Regions from separate parts of the Mus musculus genome. Here all the other regions are linked to region 1. The links are chromatin contacts, called in public Hi-C maps. All regions are on one chromosome and are shown on one strand. Each heading gives the region's core, a stretch centred on a gene start, on an enhancer-like site or on the middle of the called end of the contact. The rest is flanking DNA. Distances are from core to core; before and after follow the strand shown. Region 1 has its middle 55 kb from the start of Adamts1. Region 2 has its middle 53 kb from the start of Gm10791. Region 3 holds the start of App (amyloid beta (A4) precursor protein).

The links. A called contact is a pair of places that touch in the nucleus more often than the background predicts.
Region 2: a contact with region 1 is called in a Hi-C map of uterus. The contact joins two enhancer-like sites. A contact is called at or near these places in 1 of 484 Hi-C or Micro-C datasets (uterus) and 1 of 115 datasets of contacts at active chromatin or transcription factors (cardiomyocytes).
Region 3: a Hi-C map of uterus shows a contact between it and region 1. The contact joins the promoter of App here to the enhancer-like site in region 1. A contact is called at or near these places in 4 of 39 promoter capture datasets (the 3T3-L1 cell line, 3T3-L1-derived adipocytes and cranial neural crest), 1 of 484 Hi-C or Micro-C datasets (uterus) and 2 of 115 datasets of contacts at active chromatin or transcription factors (bone marrow-derived macrophages and neural tube).

Annotation. Positions count from the first base shown.
Region 1 is chr16:85,746,583-85,749,313 of GRCm38.p6, forward strand. No RefSeq gene overlaps it. Among named protein-coding and RNA genes, the nearest start is that of Adamts1, 55 kb to the right of the region's middle. Within about 2 kb of position 1,374, at least 48 of the 459 cell types and tissues checked have an H3K27ac peak or open chromatin away from gene starts, as enhancers often do. A contact at or near this core is called in uterus, where this site is marked.
Region 2 is chr16:84,918,328-84,921,058 of GRCm38.p6, forward strand. No RefSeq gene overlaps it. Among named protein-coding and RNA genes, the nearest start is that of Gm10791, 53 kb to the right of the region's middle. Within about 2 kb of position 1,409, at least 39 of the 459 cell types and tissues checked have an H3K27ac peak or open chromatin away from gene starts, as enhancers often do. A contact at or near this core is called in uterus, where this site is marked.
Region 3 is chr16:85,172,394-85,175,124 of GRCm38.p6, forward strand. It overlaps App (amyloid beta (A4) precursor protein), which reads right to left and starts at 1,314. Exons shown (of 18, transcript NM_001198823.1): 1 at 1,109-1,314. The coding sequence starts at 1,165.

The sequences.
Region 1 (2,731 bases), core at 124-2,623:
ACGTGACTATACTTAACTGTTTTCATTGGTCTGGGAATTGAGCTTGGATACTCACGGTTGCACAGCAAGCACTCCCTCTATCAAGCCACACTCCCAGCCCCCAGAAACAAAGGTTTTGTAGGTCTTGTTTCCCACCAATGAACATCTTTAGATTATTTCCATAGGTGAAGTAATGAAACAATGTTTTTTTTTTCCCCTGGTCCTCATAGTTATTGATCTTTCTAATCATATCAATGTGTGGCTAATGTATTATTTATATTGTTATCAGCTTGAACCATGCGCAGGCCTCTTGGGACTTCTCTATAACTTTAAACTTATTCTCAGAAGACTCCTATTGTTTTTCTAAACGTCCATATTGGCAAACTCTGTATAAGTACTTGCGAATGTACAGGTAGACTTGTACTGTTCCTACCATTCACTTGGGAAGCTTCTTAATGCTGTGTGGCGTGGATAATACAATCCCACACCTGGCTGAAATGCTGGGAATAAGTACAGAGAGATGCCTGGTCCTAAACAGGACATCAGTGTTATCCCGCTAATGTTCAGGGGACATCTCAGAAGGGGGTACTAGAACCAGAAAATGAGGAACTGAGCAGCAAAAACAATATGTTATGGACATAACAGCCATTGCACTTAAAACTCAAGGCAAGTGTGCTTGTCTCTGCACATGATTCTCTCTACCAATATCACACTGTGGATAAGGGAGAACCATGAGTCCTTTTCTGTCTGGGGGGCTATTGGCAGCTACACCCTTTTGGAAAAGAGTGTGGCATTTTCTTCAATAGTGTAGCCACTGTTAAATTAGCTTTACCCCAGTAAATGGTATCACACCCAAGCTCAGAGGAGAAACTCTAAGGAAAGCCAGTGTATAACACAGGAATAAGACATTCAAGTGGGAGGAGTTGGGAAGACAGAGGCAAAATGGAGGTGGGAAAAAAATCACAAAATTCATTACATACATGTATGGAACACTTGATTTTCCTTTAAAATATTAATGTTATACATTAATTGTGTGTGTACTGTATGTGTGCCTGTGTCTGTGCACAGGAATATGGGTGCCCTCAGAGGCAAATTACAATTTTATTTGTTAAGTGTGCCTATGTGAGTATGGGCATGTGCACAGGAGCAGGCTGCTTTCAGAGTCCAGAAACATGAGCTCTGTTTTGAATTGAACTTATAGCCTGTTGGGAGCTGTTTGACATGGTTTCTGGGAACTGAACTCAGACCCTCGACAAGAGCATCGCAGAATCTTAACAGCTGAGCCATCTCTCCTGACCCTCTTTTCTACTTTCTTTAAACATCTTCGTCTATCGTAGCACATGCTCGCGTTCGTGTCTTGCTGGCTGTGTTCTCAAGTGTCCTGTGACCTAGCCTGCGGACGTTTGCAGTCTGCACAGTTATGTTTATTTATGCTTTGTTTCACATTTGTATTTGGCCCCTGTGATTTATACAATTGTTCCTTACTCGAGTTGTCTCAATGTGAGCCGTCAGATTGGCGAAGGACATTATCAACAAATGACTCTGCTGAAAGGAGGTGCACTCAGCTCGGGCCAAATGCTCTCCATCAGTTACTGTTACAGACAGCCTCAGGGTTGGCCCCCACCCTCCCTTTCTTACGCACAACTGCCACAGACATCACATCGGAGTACTTGGAACGGAGCCTGAGTGTCCTGGGTAGGACTTGGCATGGAAATCTCTGACAGCAGAACTTGGCTTGGGTTTGTTTAAATAAAGTACTTCACATTGAACTGCAGGAAAGGAGAAAAGAGGGAGGGATGTGAGAGGAAAGAGAGGAAACTTCTGCCTTGTTTTAGGTTATCAGAAAAGACAAAGTACTTAAAGCCTGCCTGGTCTACAAAACAGATGAAGATATTGATAGAGAATTTATAAAAATTATTTTAAATCACAGAAAGTCTGCACAATGAGTTTTAATCTTCTCTTTTTAATTTTATTATTACTAATGCCATTAGCTTTTCATTCTTTTTTTTAAATTAGGTATTTTTCTCATTTACATTTCCAATGCTATCCCAAAAGTCCCCCATACCCACCCCCCCACTCCCCCACCCACCCACTCCCCCTTTTTGGCCCTGGCGTTCCCCTGTACTGGGGCATATAAAGTTCGCAAGTCCAATGGGCCTCTCTTTGCAGTGATGGCCGACTAGGCCATCTTTTGATACATATGCAGCTAGAGACAAAAGCTCTGGGGTACTGGTTAGTTCATATTGTTGTTCCACCTATAGGGTTGCAGTTCACTTTAGTTCCTTGGGTGCTTTCTCTAGCTCCTCCATTGGGGGCCGTGTGACCCATCCATTAGCTGACTGTGAGCATCTACTTCTGTGTTTGCTAGGCCCCGGCATAGTCTCACAAGAGATAGCTATATCAGGGTCCTTTCAGCAAAATCTTGCTAGTGTATGCAATGGTGTCAGCATTTGGAAGCTGATTATGGGATGGATCCCTGGATATGGCAAAAAAAAAAATGTCCTAGGGATTGATGCCTGAGTCAGTAAGTGCTAAGCGATCGAACCAAGAGCCCTCCAGTTCCCTCTGAGAAACCCGTGCCTTCAGTTAATCTAAATTTTCTGATCTTTCTCTCCTACTTTCAAGCTGTCCTCAGCACCATTGTTGACTTACTTGTCTTTCTCTAGAAGACAAGATTGTGCCTTTCTCTAGAAACAAGACAGTTGATTCACATTTTCTTTCCTTCTCTTCCTCTCCTCTGCTTCCCTCTCCC
Region 2 (2,731 bases), core at 159-2,658, 830 kb before region 1:
GTATTGTTCTCTGGAGTCTAATGCATGCACACACACTCTAACACATGCTTATAAACATGTGCGCCCATACACACATGCACACCCACACACAACCTCCACCCACACACATTTAACCCACAAAGCTTAGTGTGATCTGTACCAACCAACAAGTGATGTTCTTTACAGTGTCGCATTGCCACTTCCTGCTGATCACAATAGTTCATAGCAGCGCAAGAGCTGAACCAGCCACTGGGTCTCATGCTAGTTTATATTCTGTGGGAGGCAGTACCATAACCCACATGGCTTCACTCTTGACCTTAAGCCCCCATAAGAAGTGGCAAAGGAGTGAATAAAAGGACAGACACGCGGACACAGAAAAATTTTAAGATGGAGGTAACATTGTGAAAGTTAATAAAACGACTTTTAAATTTGTAAACTCCTTTTTTTCCCCCTTAAGCTGCAATCCATTGCAGTACTACATTACCTTCCTATGCACCATTTCATAACTTTATATGTAGGCTATTCTTTTTCAAATTATTTCCCTTCTGTTAAATTAGCAGGTGTGAATCCTCACTCTCGAATGGGTTCTGAATGATGTAATAATATTAAGGTACATTGCAGACTCCATCATGTTCTGTTTTCTATTCCTGGGTCTATCCTATTTATTTTTTGCTCATTTTTCTCTCTCTCACTCATGAAATACAGTCTTCATAAATCCACCCCTTCCCACTCCAATTCAATCTTTCTTCAAAATCCATTTCCTGTCTCAAGAATCATCCTTCATCTTGCCCCAGATGAGTGAGTGTTCTCATTTCACTAGGTGTTGGCACTGTGTGTTGGTTTAAACACTGTTATGTTTTGCTCATATTTCTGATTTTATTTGTGCGGGTTTCTCACTCCTCCCCAACCTCCCAATTGAATTCTGCATCTTCTGGGCACAAAGAGATTGATTTAGGTCCTTGCCCTTTGTGAATACTTCCTGTTTGGTGAGGTCATTTCCTGTTTGATGAGGTCATTTCCTGTTATTGAGGTCAAGAGCTTTGGGACACCAGGGGCAGAGACAAGGAGACACAGTTGAGGCATGAAATGCCGGGGCTCTGCACGTTATTGTGAAGCAACATTATTAGATTTTCAAATGATTTTTTTTTTCTTTTTCTGTGTCTGCTCTGTTCCTAGTGCTCTCAAAGCCTGCTACTGATTTTAAGTTTCCATCTCTGCTGCAGTGTTCGATTTTGGTTGTTTGAATGGAATAATTAACTCCTCTTCCGTTTGTAGCCCGCTGAGCACAGGGTGCCATTTAAAATCGTTGAGAGCAATCTCTCCCCTGAGTTGGAAAAAGAATGATTTCCAGGAGGTAGAAGAGCCCTATGGGATGTTTGCCAGTGGGAGCTAAACTTGCCAGTGGGAGCTAAACTACCCTGCTGTGAACAGCTTCATGAACTAGTCATTTCCTCACCAAAGAGATGAGCTGCAGGCAGGAACCTTGGAGGCAGGGGCTATGGTAATTGGGACCAGTGGGGACATTTTGCTCCTTCTGTATCCGTGAAAACACCTCCCACACAATAGAAGCTGCTCATTCCCAGCCTCCTACCAGGCCCAACTTAAGGCTTTTAGAAAAGTCAAAGCTTACTGAAACTGGGCAGATGTTTGTTTACATTGTATAAAGAGGATGTTTTCAAATTGAACGCTAATGGATTTCAGACTACCAAAAAAAAAAAAAAAAATAGTTTCCAAAAACAAATCTACAAGGTCAAGTTTAACCATCCATCGTAAAAAAGTAATTTAGGTAAGCTTGGCCAAGCACAATAGAAGCCTGCGTATTAAATTACTGCTCTCACAGAAGGAGTTAGTGTTTTGAAACTCCAGGCAGTCCTGTGACCTCAAGTTCAGGGTAAGCTGAGAGCTTTCCGCTGGAAGCCTACATCTTTGCAATATTGCTACTCACTCACTTTTAAGTAAATGTTCTCCAAAAACCATAGAGGGACAACCAGTGTGTTACTGACTCCAATACCTTAGTGTATTTGTGTGTCTCCTGCTGTGTCTTGCCTTCCCAGACAAGGACCGTGGTGATTTCATTCTCAACGATGCTACATTCCGGAGTTAAACACCCAAAGCTTCCACCGGCTTCCTCATCCTATCCTAACCTTGTCAGAAAGCACAGTGTGGTGTTTGTTAGAGTCAGATCTGTTAGCACTTCTTTGGCCACAGGCTTGCTCTTTGTAATATCCTGGATAAGAAATGAAATTCTGGACTAGACTCTAGAGAAAGAAAAGGGGAAAACACTGTATTGCACCAGCTGCTTTGCAGACGTATCCTGAGAGATAGGACCAAGCATCTGCTTACCCCAAATACCGTGACAGGACAAGAGAGTGATAGATTGTACCCAAATCTAGTTTGGTGAATCAATGAGTGTATTAGACTTACTTACAAAAGCATGGGTGGCCCCAAACGGCGACATCAATGGAACATCTCACTCTAATGTGGATAATGATGTTCCCATGATGGCACAGCACTTTTCCTTTAACTTAACCTTCCATCTTCCAAATACTCTAGCACTTCCTGAGACCCTGTGAATTAAAGAAGGATTATATAAATCTGGGACAGGAGCACATGGAGAGAGTGAGGGGCTAGCATCCCAAGCAAGAGTCTAATGTTTCTCCTAAATGCTTCCTTCTATGAAGGGATGTCAAAAGGCCCAACATGAGGGTCTGTCATGGGTACTCACAAGGACTCATTAAGATGGTAACTGTTA
Region 3 (2,731 bases), core at 64-2,563, 570 kb before region 1:
CTCCTTTGATGCCCTGGAGCCTCAGCCTCCCCACCACCAGGCACTGCCCTTCCCAGACGCACGCCTCACTCCCGGCTCGCTCTCTCTCTCTCTCTCTCTCTCTCTCTCTCTCTCTCTCTCTCTCTCTCTCTCTCTCTCTCTCTCAGGACTTTGCAGTCCCTCACAGGATTGCCAGTAGGTGGTGGTGATGCGGGGGTGGGAGACCGCGGGGCCCTAGCAGCACCTCTAGGCCCTCGGGGGCAGACGCGCAGCTCGGGGAAAGGAACGGCGGTGGCGCACCAACTACCAGGGCTCCGCCACCGCGCCCTGGACGGCGAGGGCGGGGTGTCGCGGCTTTTGTTCCCGGGGACCTTCTCAGACTCAGGGAGAAACTGGAGGTGCACTGAAGAGTCCTGGACGTCCAGGTTGAGGGACGGTGCCGGGTGGCCGCACTTTCCGATCCCTCCCATCACTTGGAACTTACACAAAAGGGAGACACGAAAATGCACAAAGTTTGCAAAAGGAAGGCGGCGGTGCGCGACCCCGCACCGACTCGGGAGAGGGTCGCTGCGCAGGCAGCCGCCGCCCGCGGCCGCCAGGAGCAAAGCCCAGCTTCGCAGTCAAGACAGGCGGGGGTGGGAAGGGAGTGTGAGCCAGGCGCTCCCCAGCATCCAGAGCTGCCCCCATTCCAACCCAGGACCCCAAGGAAGGGGAAGGGCGGCGATTTCCTCGCAGGGCACTGAATCCTGAGACGCTACGCTTTCGGTTTTCCACACGTGTCCCTTCCCCCTCGAACTGGGTGTCTCTCGCATCCCGGAGTCCAGCTCTCAACGCAGGGAGGAGTCAGGGTCTGCGTTCAGGCTCGTCCCCTCGCCTTCCAGCCCTAGGCTGGCACGGATATGGGGACCCCAGCGCCCTAACCCATTCCCTCTTCATCGCTCGGGCAGCGCGTCCCCGGGCAGGGTTGGGCCAGAGCCGCCGAAGCGCAGGGCGCCCGCAGGCGGGGGCGGCGAGGAGCGGTCTACCCGTGACAGCCCCCCACGTCTCGAGATTCAAGCTCCTCGGTGGGGAGGATCGCGTCCTCCCGGCGCCCGCCTCCCCAGTCTCGTTCCCAAGGCGCGGCACCCACCTCCAGAGCCCGAACCGTCCAGGCGGCCAGCAGGAGCAGTGCCAAGCTGGGCAGCATCGTGATCCTGCGTGGGCCACCGAGTGCTCCGTGTGCGAGTGGAAGATCCGCCGCGCCCTGGCTGTGTCCGCGCCGCCGCCGCCGTCTCCGGTGGCCCCGCGCTCGCTCTGCTCCCGGTGCTCTCGCCTCCCGCCGCCGAGGAAACTGACAGAGCTGGAGCGAGGCGGCGGGGCTCGCAGCCGGCAGAGTCAGCTGATCCCGCCCACCCGGCTCGCCACCCGACAGAGACCCCTAGCGGAGCCTCGGGGAGCTGCGCCCGAGCGCAGCGGGAGGCGACCCAGAGCCCACAGGTGCGGCGTCTTGGGCTAAGGGGAGCCGCGCTCCCGATGGGGTCTGGGAACCAAGTTGGGGAGTGATCTGGGTCAGGGAGAGGACCCCGCAATCGGGAGAAGGTGAACCGTAGGACGTTAAGGTTCCAGGGAAGTCGGGAGCGCTCTCGGCTCGTCCCCGCGCGAGCTTGAGTCACCCGACCCCGCAGGCCTCTCCCAAATGTGGTTGAGGAGCTAAGGCTGCGATGCGTGCATTTTTATCCGCAGTTCGTTCTCTCTATTTGGAGAGGTGGAGCGAGGCCGAGAACATTAGCAAAAGAAACAGGATTTTTTTTTTTTCTATTTTCTTTTTCTTTTGGTAGGAGGTCACCCTTCACGCCACTGCAATCTGGAATTTTTGTCTTTAGAATGTACCAGAGAAGGGCACAGGATGCAGAATGACCCATTTTTCTCCGTGTTTGGAGATGGGAAGTGGGTTTTTAAATGTATTATCATTGCATATTTGCTTGACGTGGATAATTTCAGAGAAGGGGACCGGCATCTGGGATTGAAGGAGGCAGGGAGGTAAAAATCTAAGATGGGGAAGAGATCAAAGTTAGGCCAGAAAAGATACCGAGTGATGGCTCTTTTTCCTCCACCTCCATCACCCAGGACTTCTTCCTGGAACTCTGCTCTCGATTTTTTTTTTTTTTTTTTTTTTTGGATCTGCCCTTATCCAGTGAAATGAACCTCCGTAAAACCATTTTCTCCTAGATTAAACACAAACTTCCCAGTGTTAAAATTACATTAGACCCATCCAGACATGCTCCCACTACCACCACCCTCCCGACCTAATGTGGCTTCAGACGCCAAGCTTTTGGCTCTCCCTAGGCTAGTGGAAGGAGATGAAGGTAATACCAAATGCATTCCTGGCTTCTGAGGCCACAGCCTTTTCCTTTACCTGATGTGTTTGCTGCTTAATTTTTTAATAACTTGACATGAGCTCTGGTCATCTGGGAAGGGGGAACCTAAATTGAGAGACATGCCTCCATTAGACTGACATGCAGGCAAACCTGTGGGGCATATTCTTTCTTATTAGTTGATGTGGGAGACCAGCCCTGAGCAGGTGGTCCTGGCTTGTGTAAGGAAGCAGGCTGAAGAAGCCAGGAGGGAAAAAAACAACAAGCAGTTTCTGCCACTGCCCAGTTCCTGCTTCAGGTTCCTGCCCTGTGTTCCTGCTCTGAGTTCCCTTCGCGTTAGACTGTGATCAGAACGCGTGAGGCTAATAAGCCCTGTCCTCGAGTTGCTTAGGATCGTG